2 separate regions of the Zea mays genome follow, and region 1 is linked to region 2. A link is a contact called in public Hi-C data. All regions are on one chromosome and are shown on one strand. The core of a region is the stretch at or near the end of the contact, and the rest is flanking DNA. Distances in the headings are between cores, read along the strand shown.

Region 1 (6,484 bases), core at 2,858-5,357, 380 kb before region 2:
CCCGAGAGCAGCCACTTCGCCGCCGGGCCAGCCTGGGCACCGGACACTGTCCGGTGCACCACTAGACAGTCCGGTGTGCTAGGCTGGTGCTGGTTTGGCTGATCATAGCCACTTCTTCAATCCTTTTTCTCTTTTCTTGGCCATGTCTCTAGCACTTAGATAAACATATTAGTACCCAAAAACAATTTACTAAGTCCGGAGACATACCTTGTTACTTGATTTGCATCTTGGTACTTATAAACTTAAAACGATGTGCTGGACATCTAATCACCAAAACAATTATAGAAATGGCCCAGAGGCACATTTCCCTTTCACAAAGCCACTATCTCAAACAAGCTAGATATTGCTAAATAATAACCTAGCTAAAGAAGCCAAAAACACAAGATAATTATCAACCCTACGAGGTCTCCCTATGGGGAGTTCCAACAGCTCCGTTACCAGCTAACTATTGCTAAATAATATTACCTAGGTTCACAAATATATGACACCTGACTTTTTTCGAATATTTTGACCACTCGTCTTATTTAAAATATTTGTTCAAAATGTAAAATTTTAAGTCAAACATAAACTATAAAACAAATCACAAAACTGATAACTCATTATTTTTTGAATAATAAGTTTTTTTCTAAAAAAAGTCAAAACGGTGTCATATATTTATGATATATTTATGATCGCAGAGAGTAGCCTGCTAAAGAAGCCAAAACACAAGCTATCAACCCTACGAGGTCTCTCTACCGAGCTTTTTTCGAATACTTTGACCATTCATCTTATTTAAAATATTTGTTCAAAAATATAAAATTTTAAGTCAAGCATACACTATAAAACAAATCACAAAAATTATAACTTATTATTTTTTGAATAATAAGTTTTTTTCTAAAAAAAGTCAAAAACGGTGTCATATATTTATGATCGCAGGGAGTAGCCTGCCAAGAGCAACTCCAAGAAATTAGCTAAAAAGACTAGCCAAATTTACTGATTTAGCTACTCTCTAAAATAGATTTTAGAGAAAAAATGTAGGCTAATCCAACAGACTCGGTAAACCTACGGACTGAATAGAGAGTGAAGCAGGCTATCCAAAATTGGAGAGCGAAGATGGAGAAATAGAGAGCCACTAAATTTGAAGAGTCGTTTACAGAGTCTATTGGATACAACTTTCTTCTAATATTAGCTAAATTTACCTTTACAAAACCATATACCTAGTCTCTTGGAGTTGCTCTAAAGAAGCCAAAACACAAGGTAATTATCAACCCTATGAGATCTCCCTACCGAGTGTTTGGCAGAGTTCCAACGGCTTCGTTTCCGGCTAGCTATTGCTAGCTAGCTAGCCTATGCTAAAACACAAGCTAATATCAACCATACGCAGTCTCACTATGGCCTATGGCTATGGGGGTGTTTGGCATTTGGGAGAGTTCCAACAGCTCCCTTTCCGGTGAAAATCAACAGGAACAGAGTAAATCTAGTCAACAGCTCCCTTTCCGGTGGAACAGAGTAAATCTAGTATTTATTTTTGTACTAAAGAGTGAGCCAAAACACATACTTCTCGCTGCTCCCCTCTAAAACCATCAACAGGAACAGAGTAAATCTAGTCTTTATTTTTGTACTAAAGAGTGAGCCAAAACACCAACTTCTCGCTGCTCCCCCCTAAAACCAGTCAGAAATCAGTTCACGAACTATTTACCATACTTCTCGCTGCTCCCCCCTAAAACCAGTTAGAAATCACTTCACGAACTATTTACCAAACAGTTTTAGTAAGATAGATTCATTTCTCCTAATCTTTTAGAATTACTCTATTGGATAAACTCTCGGGAACTCTGGGGAACGGCAGAGCTTGGCCTAATGAGCGCTATGTATTATCAACGAATGTCAAGATGGCAGGTGAAACCATGTAACGCATATAATTTAGATAGATGCAAGGAAATAGTGGAATCTGCCACATTTTAGTAGCTACTGATTGCAAAAAGGTAGGAGTGACTCTGGTTTTCAGTACTAACAAGACACAAGCAAAGTAGTTTCCTACAGAAAGGAATGGCAACATCCAGTTCGTCGTTAAGACAAGAAACCAGACTACTCGTCCTCCTGGCTGCGGAGCCTAGCAAGCTTGTTCGTGACCACAATGTCGAGCTGCGCAGCACGCTCCACGATCTCCTTGCGCTTCTTAGTGGACACGTTGTGAGCAATTTCAGCGCAGTAGGTCCTGCATGTGCAAGGGAAGGAAGTTTAAGTCAGTAAAACGAACTGTCCTGATTACAAACACACAAACAGATCACAACCAGCAGACATTGTTAATGACAAAAGACAGAATTGCAATGAGAATCAATACCTGTTGTGCATCATGAGCAACTCCAGCTCAGAAACGTTGTGGACCACAAACTTCTTGAACTTGTTGGGGAGGTAGTGCCTGGTCGACTTGTCAGAACCATAACCAATGTTGGGCATCAAGGTGCATCCCTTGAACTTCCTCCTGACACGGGAGTCAATACCCTTTGGCCTGCGCCAGCTTGGCTGTACAAAGAATCAACAAGTCAGAACTTAGAATTACTCTATGGAGGGAAATAAATACAAAGAAATGGTATAAGAAAAACAAGCTCAATAGATGTCTGCAAGTAATTGGCATACATAGAAATAAACAAATTGAAAAATGAGGGAATTCTAGATACCACAACTAATCCAATCCACAATGTTCTACCAAAATCTATCAGTGTTTCCTCTATTTGGCTAACCATGCATAAGAAGCAATATGCAAAGGGTTCTATCAACAAGAACCTCGTGTTAGTATAAGAGTATGATAATATGCAAACCCAACTTCAAAATTGAGCCCAGCCATGGAAACAATCGAACTTATGATCAAAGGAAGTATTCAAAGTTCCATGTCATACAGCTACATAACTAGAAGCTAAGCAGACAGAACAAAATGCTATCCAAGATAACAGTTTATAAAAATATTAAAGCTGTGATCTGATACAAGATAAGAGTACTAATAATGTATTAAGCAAAAAAAGATCGTTTTTGTATAAATGGACTGCTCTGAAAACAATAAACTATAGGAACCAGCATTAACTGTCTGGTGCAATCAAAAACTTCAAATGATATCTCTTCCATAAATGTGCTGTCGCAAAATTTCAATTTATGCAACCATGGTTAACTGTACAGTATATGAGCCAGAATAACCAGAAGGAACCAAAATTATGTCAAAAGGGGGGCATTTCATCATGTACACCAGAAAAACCCTATGATTGTTATGTTTCTCTACATAAAAATAGAAACATGCGAAAAATTCCATGACATCAAGCGAGAAAATTCCATTGGGCAAGGGATAAGCAATGTAATTATCTATGCTGCTATATATATGTCCGTGGGAGTTCAAATACACTTATTCAACCCAAACAGAGGCAGTTCAATACTTCAGTTTGAAGCACTTGCAGTCTAGGTAACGCAAATCTGCTGTCACCAAGCATCGGCATGCCATTCAAGAAAACTATATATGGGCTAGTTACAAAATAAGCCGGTTGGATCTAACCATCTAGGTACGATTAAACCAGCGCTCGTAGCTAATTACAGTTACAAACATTAACGATGCGGATCTAGGCAAGATTAAACCAGGCACGTAATCATACTGTATCAATACATCATGTGTTAAGCCAGTGCCAAGGCAACATAAGAATATCGCTGCTCTACAAACCATCGACTTCTATCAAGTACACAGATCCACCTCCGAAGAACAGTCCATTCCAGAGATGACAAGAGGGTGGAGATTCAAACCTTAAGGCACTTGTAGCGGTCGAGGTGGGGCCTCTTGAACTGCTTGACCCGCTTCTTCACGATCTTCTTCGTCAGCAGCGGCACCGCCATCTCTGCTCCGTCACCCACCGACCACCGACAAACAACAGCAAACACGCAAACATGAGGCGATGAGCAAACATCGAGCAAAGGAACAAGGAAACCAGCGGGATACTTTCGCCGACGAGGAGGAGGCAGGCACCTTCTGATCGGTGCGCACCTAGAGAAGTGAAGCGAGCGGGGGCGCGAGGCGGCGGGGAATGGGGTTCCGGAGTGAGGAAGGGGCTCTTATACGGGCTAAAAACCCTAGCGAAGACAGACTGGTCGAATGGGCGGCTGGGATGTGTTCATATGTGTTGTGCAGCCGGACGGTTGGATCGGGGTGGATGGGCTCGTATGCTATTGGGCCTCGCTTCGCTGAAAATGTCAGCTATTCGGAGAATAACACGGCAAGTTGAGTCCCTGTGCTGGGTCAGATTTAAGTGGGCCTTTTCATGTAATTAAGCCAGTTCCCACTGTCGATTACTTAGGAAAGGAGTATCCATAGTAAGGCATGCAATCTCTCTCTGACCCATTTGCCGAGCAAGTCTCCAAGTCAGGCTGAATGATCAAGTCCCCGCCGAGTAAGTCTGTGAGGCGGGGCGAACGACTAAGTCCCCGTCGAGTAAGCCTACAAGTTGACATGTTCAAACGTCAGGTCGGGTCGGGTCGTGGGCCATTTATCACGGCCCGTACCGCGACCCGTGCCTAGTGTCGGGTCGTGTTAGCCCGTGCCTCCATGTTTGACGTGTCGGGTCGGGTTTTTTCGGGTTGGGACGGTTTTTGGGTCCCCGTACCCGGCCCGTGAATTATAACGGGTAAAAAATTATGGCTTGTACCCGCCCATTGCATTGGTCGGGTCGGATCAGGCCGGGTTTTTTGGGGCGGGATCGGGTCGGGTTGGTCGGGTCCGGTGGCCCATGATCAGGTCTACCTACGAGCCAGGGCAAGCAAACCGAGCAAGTGTGCGAGGCGGGGCGAACGGCCAAGTCCCCGTCGAGCAAGCCCGTGAGGCGGGACGAACGACCAAGTCCTCACTGAGCAAACCTACGAGACGGGATGAACGACCAAACCCCCGCCGAACAAGTCTGTGAGCCGGGGCGAATGACCAAGTCCCTGCCAAGCGGACCCGCAAGGAAGGAACCCGGGACGACGCTTTTGGCCCATGATGGCCGAGACAAGATGCAATATCATCAAACAACGTCTAGATCGTACATACAGTACCAAACGGTCTCTGACAGACATGATGGAACACCCCCGCGTGCGCCCACGATATACCCTCACTAACTTGCGGGGTCAGTCAACTCTAGTCATGGAAACATCACCATTGAAGTCTCTACAATACGGAAAAGAACGAGACAATACCACATATCGGGTGTATACCTACGCGTGCTGGATAGTGACGCAAGGGGTATGACAGAAGATTAAGTTGTACTGGACACAACCCTAAACCTTGTCGTAAGCCCACTTTGCAGGACCCGTCGGGTACCGCAACGTTGATACCGAGCAAGCTACAGTGACCCGTATGGAGGGAGGACAGGACATAACGCACACCCACACAGGCGATGCCGGGAGGGCTAGAGCAGCCTAGGGGCAACAAGCCGAAGACCCCCGAGTAGAATACAAGTCCCAACTATGAAGTCCACCCTTGAGCTATAAAAGGGCGGGACAATCTTCCTTCTAGACACAAACACACTTGTTGTAACACACTTATGAGCAATACAACAATCAGCACTACACTGGACTAGGGCCTCGGCCTAAACCAGTATAACCCCTGTGTCCCAGCTTGGATCCTCGTGATCCACCATTTAAAGTGAGTCCGCGCTTGCATCCCCCACCGAACACAAATCTATTGTCCTCCTAATTTCCGAAACCACGACGATTAGCGCACCAGGTAGGAGATCGCAAGCGTGCTAAAGTGACTTTTTCACTTTGATGGCCAGCTATTCGACATTCGCCAAGGGCGAGGATTTCGCTCTCGGGAGTCGGATCACCTTCGTCTCCCTCGACTTCCTCGGCGAGGAGACCGGCAAACTTCGCCTCGTTAGCCATAGGCCCGGGCCAGGCATTCCACCAGGACCAAGGCAGAGAAACAACGCCTTAGCTCAAACGGTGCCTCAACAAATCTGTCGTTGTCGTTAAGCAATGGGCGGAAGTAATCCCACCATTAGCCATGGTGGTCGTCCTCGGTCGCCAACCTACATCCATCCTCGACCTCCTCGAGGACGACTCAAGCAGTGCCTCGACGGAGCCTAGCTTGGACTCCGATGAGGCGTAAGAAAGGGCCTATTTCGTGGCCACGCACCATGAGCCGACAATGGAGGGGGAGACTTGAAAGCTCACAACCAAGAAGAAGAATACCAGCACCAGCGTCAAGCACGCATACTCACCCACGAGGCTGCCCTCCAACAGTAGGAGGAGGAGCTCGACTCACTCGTCAAGAGGCTCGATCGGGTTTATGACAACATTGAGAAAATACACCTCAGAGCCGAAAGGACGGGGCGAGGAAGATTTGCGATCAGGTCACTGAAAGTAGCGATGGTGCGCAGTACTTCCTCAACCCCGGTCAAAACATGGTTGCAGTGGCCATGATTCTCCGATTGATCCCCAAACTGGATGAGCCCGAGGCGAAGGCGATGTACTAGAACCTATGCAACTTGTTGTAGAG
Region 2 (6,402 bases), core at 2,186-4,685:
CTGGTCCAGCTCCTCCTCCTGGGGTGTTGGACTTGTAGCCTTCCTCTTTTGAGTTCGAGCTTCGCACAGTGTGTCCTGGTTGACGTCCAGTGGCTGCAGTGCAGCCCCTAGCCCTGAATAAGTTTTCTTCGGCGGCATGACGAAGGTCATGGTTTGCCGAAGGTGGTCGATTGAGTTCACCGGAGGTGGGCGCCAATGCTGGTCACTTGTTCTCAAATGCTATGAGTTAAGAACAAGGCAACACAAAACATTAGTGGTTAATGTCCTTCATCCTTCGAAACATTATTTCCCTTAGCATATAATGATCTTCAAACGATGGTTATGAAGGACGTACCTTCATAATCACAGTGTATATTAATGTAAGTAGAAACATATGAAACATGAGAAATAACATAAATAATCATATGACATCATTTATATATCTTTATTATATCATCATGAATAAACATGAACAATGTCGAATTACATTTGTACCTTTGGTTTAACAGAAGGCCAAAGTTCAAGTGTGACGCACGAATGAATACAAGTCAGCGTGAATAGTACGGTATCACTGTTCATCTATTTATAGGCACATGACGCGGCCTGTGTGGAATTACATTCATGCCCTTGACATTTACTATTGACTTAGGGATAATCTATCGAGGACTAGACAGCCTTTTTCCCTTTAAGTCGGTTTCATTTTCCACTGTTGAGCCGAAGCTTTTCCACGAGTAGCTTCGGCATTGGTTCATCCTTCTCCTGAACTGCGCTCTTCATATCATGTACAACCTTATCCCGTGTCCGAAGATTCCTGTACACATATTATACTTGGGAAACATGTTAGTCGTGTTTTTGAGGACCTTCGGAAGACGAAGGCCCCCAACAGGTGCGAGTTGGGCACTTAAACTGGAATAATTCGGGTGGTTCTATCACAGAAGACCTAGTGGGAGAAACTTTAATCTTAACCCCAACAGTGGAAATTTTGATCTTGCAGCGTTTGGCCAAAAGTCAAAATATGAAACTTATAAAGTTTTCCATAACAAACAACTCTCATATGTGGAGAATCCCAAGTTTAACAACAAAACGTAGAGAAAAGCACACAATTTAGTCTGGACCTAAGTTTTTGAATCCTTAAATTATTACTAACTACCTATATTTAGGCCTTAATAATTTTCAATCCATGGACAGTTGTAGGAGGGTCACTATGAAAAAGCTGTGGGGCTACGCTTGGTGCACAAGTTTGATTAAATTGTTCAACCCTAAAGCTGTGTGGAATTGGTAGAAAAATTGGTTCAAGGGTACTATGCCTTACTCTGGAATTCTGGACTTAGTTTATTTTCAAAGCCTGAAGTTATGTGTTTTTAGCAACTTTGGGAGCTCCTTTGTGTCTGATTTATGAAGTATTAAGCCATACTCCTTGTAATAAAGTTGTAGAGTAGCTATTAGGGTACAAGTTTGTTTAAGGGATATGGTCTTGGTACTACATGAAAAGGTGGAGTAAATGGTGTTAGAAGGAAGGCTGGCAGACTTTGGAAATTTTCAGATAGGGAATAGTGGCCAGTGCTGAATTTCAGTGATTGGCATGACTTTGGAGCTGTGTGGTGCCTGTTCTCGATGGTTTTGGACTGTGATCTTTATAACAAAGTTGAAGATCATATGTAAATGAACCAATCTCCTTAAGTGAGTTGGATGTGATCCCACAAAAAGGTGAAAAAACAACTACCTGAAAGTGCCCTGTCAGGCTATAAGTTTCGTGCTCAGTCTTAGATAACTGGGTATGGTTCCTGTGAATTTCAGCCAACTTTGGGGACCTATAGTTTGTGATTCTTGTATCCTTGACCCTGGAAAACTATTGTAAACTTATAGACCTATAGTTAAGGAACAAAATTGCTTCAGTAATATAGGTCTGTCATTGTTTGGAGAAGGGAGCAAAGGAGCGAATGAGGTTGGTACTGCTGTCGACTGAAGTAGTTCAGGGTTGTGAAATCTGAGAAACATATCCATCTCCACCAGTGCTCTGGAGGTTTCTAGTGATTGCACCGAAAGGAACTTGTAGCCTAGGGGGGATAACTTGTCCCAGCTTTACCACTTCATGGATCAGAGCAAGGAGGTAATAATCTTGGCCATAGTGACTCAGTTGCTTCACTATTTGTCTTGCTGTCCAACATTCAACAGAAGGAGAAGTAAAGTTTCCTATGTGCTTGGCTCTGCATGGGAAGCCTGCAGTTGATATAGAGGAACAATTTAACCCCAGTTAGCCACGGTGAAAGCCCCCAGTGTAACCCCAACCAGTGCAGCTCATGTGTTTGACCCTAGTTAAACAAAGAGGTGATAAGAGATGGAAACTGAATCTGTATATATATTTCAATTAAGCCCTTGGCCTGCTCACTACGCCCTGTTTGTTTCGACTTTTTGTAGCTTCTGGCCACAAAAAGCTGCTGCGGACTACCAAACACTCAGCTTTTCAGCCAGCTTCTATAAAATTTGTTTTGGTAAAAACCATTCAAAATCAACATAAACATATAATCGGTTGAGTCGTCGCAATAGTAGTAATCCGTCACTTTATAGATCCTGAGCCTCATGAACAATTTTATCTTCCTTCGCACGTAATCCTAACGATACTCAGATTCTCTACACTGCTAGATTCTTCCCACAGCTAGATTCTCGGGAAAGCTGGTCAGAAAAAAAAACTGAACCAAATAGGCCCTATGCCATGCCATCCCTCAGCATCTAAGACAAACCGTCAAGCTCTCTCTACCTCTCTGTTTCGTTGAGGAGGCCAGAACGTCGTGCAGACACTAACAGTGGTGACCATCACCACCGAATCTCCCATCTCCCCGTGGACAACCTTTTCGGGAAGGTAACACGTTCGATGTGCTCACATTTCAGGACATAGGGGTCATAGTGTTGCTCACAAAATCTTCCTTTTGAACTCTACCGTAGTAGTTTCACCGGAACACCATCAAGCAATCCGGTGAACGCCGTCGAGGAGACCTTCCATGTCGACCGATTGAATCTGATCCTCCCTAACCCAACCAATGTGAGCATCGTATGCTTGACAGATTGCTAAAACTTTCCATAGCCAAGGGTTGAACGCTACTGCGTTAAAAACTCCGGTCTATCTCATCGGAGCTCAGGTCTCCGCCGTCACTGTGGTCTGGGCGGTTTAGGTCATTTGAATCCGATTCACTCAAGAGATATGTTGGGCTGAGCTCGGATAACACATAGTTGTGTTGACCCTTGCCGGAGCCGGCCACCGTTGGCTAGTTGCGAGCGCGCAAGCATGTGTTCGACTTAGGGCCGCTGGAGCCACGGTCGTGGACCGGAGTTTGTGAATAAACGAAAAGGAAAGGACCTCGGTGCACATGTTAGTGAAACAACAGAATAGGGCACGAGACTCTTGTTCGGTTAATTGATTTAGTGGGGGTCTGAATGAAAAACTGCGGAACGGCAGGCACGTGCCTCGTGCGAGGGCGCCATATCTGGCTGTGCTGGGCCTTCTCGGACCGGTTTCGGCCCAGTACTATTGGTAGTTTCCTTTTTATTTTTGGTAGCAGGTTACAGAATTCATCATAAATTGTAGAAAACTGCAAAAATTACCAAACCAATTTTGTAGAATCCAAGAAATTATGTAGTTCTATTAAAATTTATTCTTAGGATTTTTTCAGCAACTAGTAAATTCTTAATCATTTTAAAGTACCCTTAAGAAGCCTAAAAGAATTTTAGAAATAAAAACATAGATTCAAAAATCATAAAAATTTGTGGAAAAATTAGTTTTCCTTAGAGTAGCTTCTGGTAAAAATCTAAGCCTGTTTGGAGTCGATTTGCTTAGAGAACCATAAACTATCTAAAAATGGGTAATTAGAACTCTAAACCTTGAATTACTATAAGGTTAAATAAAACTTAAATCATACAAAATATTAAACAGCAAGGTTGACAAGCTTTAAAATATGTATTCTCTGATTTTCTGAGGAAAATTTAGTTTGATCGCGTTAAGCCAACATTAGGTAACCTAGAACTATAAGTATAATCACTAAATGTTTAATTACGAGCATTTAAGCTTTCCACCTCTCCCTGAGTAAGAGTTTGCATAGCATATCATTACATGAGCATTCATATACTTGATATTGACTTGTAGAGCACCGAGAAGAAGAATTTGAAGTGGAAGTGGAAGAGGAGCCTGTTCCTACATCTGAAACTTCTCCAACTGAGGTTGTTCCTGAAGGTACTCTCGAGGGTGCTCCAGTAGGGTTTGCTGCCAACTGCAATATCCTAGTAGAAGAGCCTGACTCATCTCCTCATCAAGGCAAGCTCCAGTGCATTTACCACCTCCTTGTTGTTATAAAACTTTTATCACTTATATGCTGCATTAGGTGGTAAGAGTTGAATGATTAAACTTTGTTGCATACTTCCTTGAACTATGGATTATCATTCGTGATACCTGATTTGAAAAGCTAGATGTGCTTATTATGCTTATAGACTAGGAACAAAATGTTTTGAGATATGAATCATGTTTTTACAAAGAAAAAGGGACTAGAGTGATGAAGGTATCAAAGGCCTTGATGACTTCATCATTTCAGCAGGGTATCTCTGACAGGTACCAAGTTTTCAGAAATAGTTTTATTTGAGACCAGACGTTGAGCTGGAAAGGTCGCCCGTCTGTGTCACTTAAGGACCGCAACGATTGTTGGCCTGCTGATCTAGGACCCTTTAACTAGCCACATGCCTCATCATGGGAAATCTTAGCCTCGGTCGGACCAATACAAGAACAACTCGCACGCACTGGGAGTGGAGAGATGGTGGGAGTAACGTGTTCCCACCTAGCAAGTGGCTAAATGGTGGGGTACTGTGCTCTCGGGTCACGTGAACCCGCTCTGGTCTTGAGAAACCCGAGTGTGAGTTGACATAAGCCAGGGTTAAGTGCTACATATATCGTGTGGTTGGAGATCCCCAGCTAGGTATTAATCGATTCGGATCGCCGTACTTCTCGGATATGAAGACTGGATCTTCAACCCTCGTCGTAGATAAGAAATGAAACAAGGCTACATGATGTAAAAGAAAGCTGGACTAGGCCAACTGATTGAACTAGACCAGGTAAATCTAGAGAAAGGTAATCACTTAACTTGGAAAATAAGAAAAAAAGATTGTGATGCATTTCCTTTCCATTACTTAGCCTCGAGCTTTAATCTCGGGACGAGATTCCTTTTAGGAGGAAAGGATGTAACACCCCTGGTGTTACTAGAACTAAAACTTGGCATGACATCATGTGCATTGACATGGTTGTGGGTTGTGTTGTAATACACCTAGAATGCATTCACCGGGATTAAAAATAATTTAAACCTAATGTCTTAATCAGTGGATAGCAGAAGACCTAGTGGGAGAAACTTTAATCTTAACCTCAACAATGGAAATTATGATCTTGCAGCGTTTGGCCAAAAGTCAAAATATGAAACTTATAAAGTTTCCATACCAAACAACTTTCATATGTGGAGAATACCAAGTTTAAAAACAAAAAGTAGAGAAAAGCTCACAATTTAGTCTGGACCTAAATTTTTGAATCCTAAAATTATTACTACCTACCTATATTTAGGCCTTAATAATTTTCAATCCATGGACAGTTTGAGGAGGGTCACTATGACAAAGCTGTGGGGCTACACTTGGTGCACAAGTTTGATTAAATTGTTCAACCCTAAAGCTGTGTGGAATTGGTAGAAAAATTGGTTCAATGGTACTATGCCTTACTCTAGAATTCTGGACTTAGTTTATTTTCAAAGCCTGAAGTTATGTGTTTTTAGCAACTTTGGGAGCTCCTTTGTGTCTGATTTATGAAGTATTAAGCCATACTCCTTGTAACAAAGTTGTAGAGTAGCTATTAGGGTACAAGTTTGTTTAAGGGATATGGTCTTGGTACTACATGAAAAGGTGGAGTAAATGGTGTTAGAAGGAAGGCTGGCAGACTTTGGAAATTTTCAGATAGGGAATAGTGGCCAGTGCTGAATTTCAGTGATTAGCTTGACTTTGGAGCTGTGTGGTGCCTGTTCTAGATGATTTTGGACTGGTATCTTTATAACAAAGTTGAAGATCATCTATAAATGAACCAATCTCCTTAAGTGAGTTGGGTGTGATCCCACACAAAAGGTGAAGAAACAACTACCTGAAAGTGCCCAGTCAGGCTATAAGGTTCGTGCTCAGTCTTAGATAACTGGGTATGCTTCCTGTGAATTTCAGCCAACTTTGGGGACCTATAGTTTGTGATTCTTGTATCCTTGACCCTGGAAAATTATAGTAAACTTATGGACCTATAGTTAGGGAACAAAATTGCTTGAGTAATATAGGTCTATCATTGTTTGGAGAAGGGAGCAAAGGAGGGAATGAGGTTGGTACTGTTGTCGACTGAAGTAGTTCAGGTTTGTGCAAAAATCT

What was found. A called contact is a pair of places that touch in the nucleus more often than the background predicts.
Region 1: a Hi-C map of leaf shows a contact between it and region 2, with 7 times the contacts expected there. The contact joins the promoter of LOC109946017 here to the enhancer-like site in region 2. A contact is called at or near these places in 5 of 25 Hi-C or Micro-C datasets (ear, endosperm, leaf and 1 more).

Annotation. Positions count from the first base shown.
Region 1 is chr4:45,162,936-45,169,419 of Zm-B73-REFERENCE-NAM-5.0, reverse strand. It overlaps LOC109946017 (60S ribosomal protein L32-1), which reads right to left and starts at 4,107. Exons shown (of 4, transcript NM_001364995.1): 1 at 3,980-4,107; 2 at 3,760-3,851; 3 at 2,321-2,502; 4 at 1,919-2,194. The coding sequence starts at 3,849. The coding sequence ends at 2,065.
Region 2 is chr4:44,784,369-44,790,770 of Zm-B73-REFERENCE-NAM-5.0, reverse strand. No RefSeq gene overlaps it. Among protein-coding and RNA genes, the nearest start is that of LOC103653188, 59 kb to the right of the region's middle. Within about 2 kb of position 3,435, at least 16 of the 20 cell types and tissues checked have an H3K27ac peak or open chromatin away from gene starts, as enhancers often do. A contact at or near this core is called in ear, leaf and tassel, where this site is marked.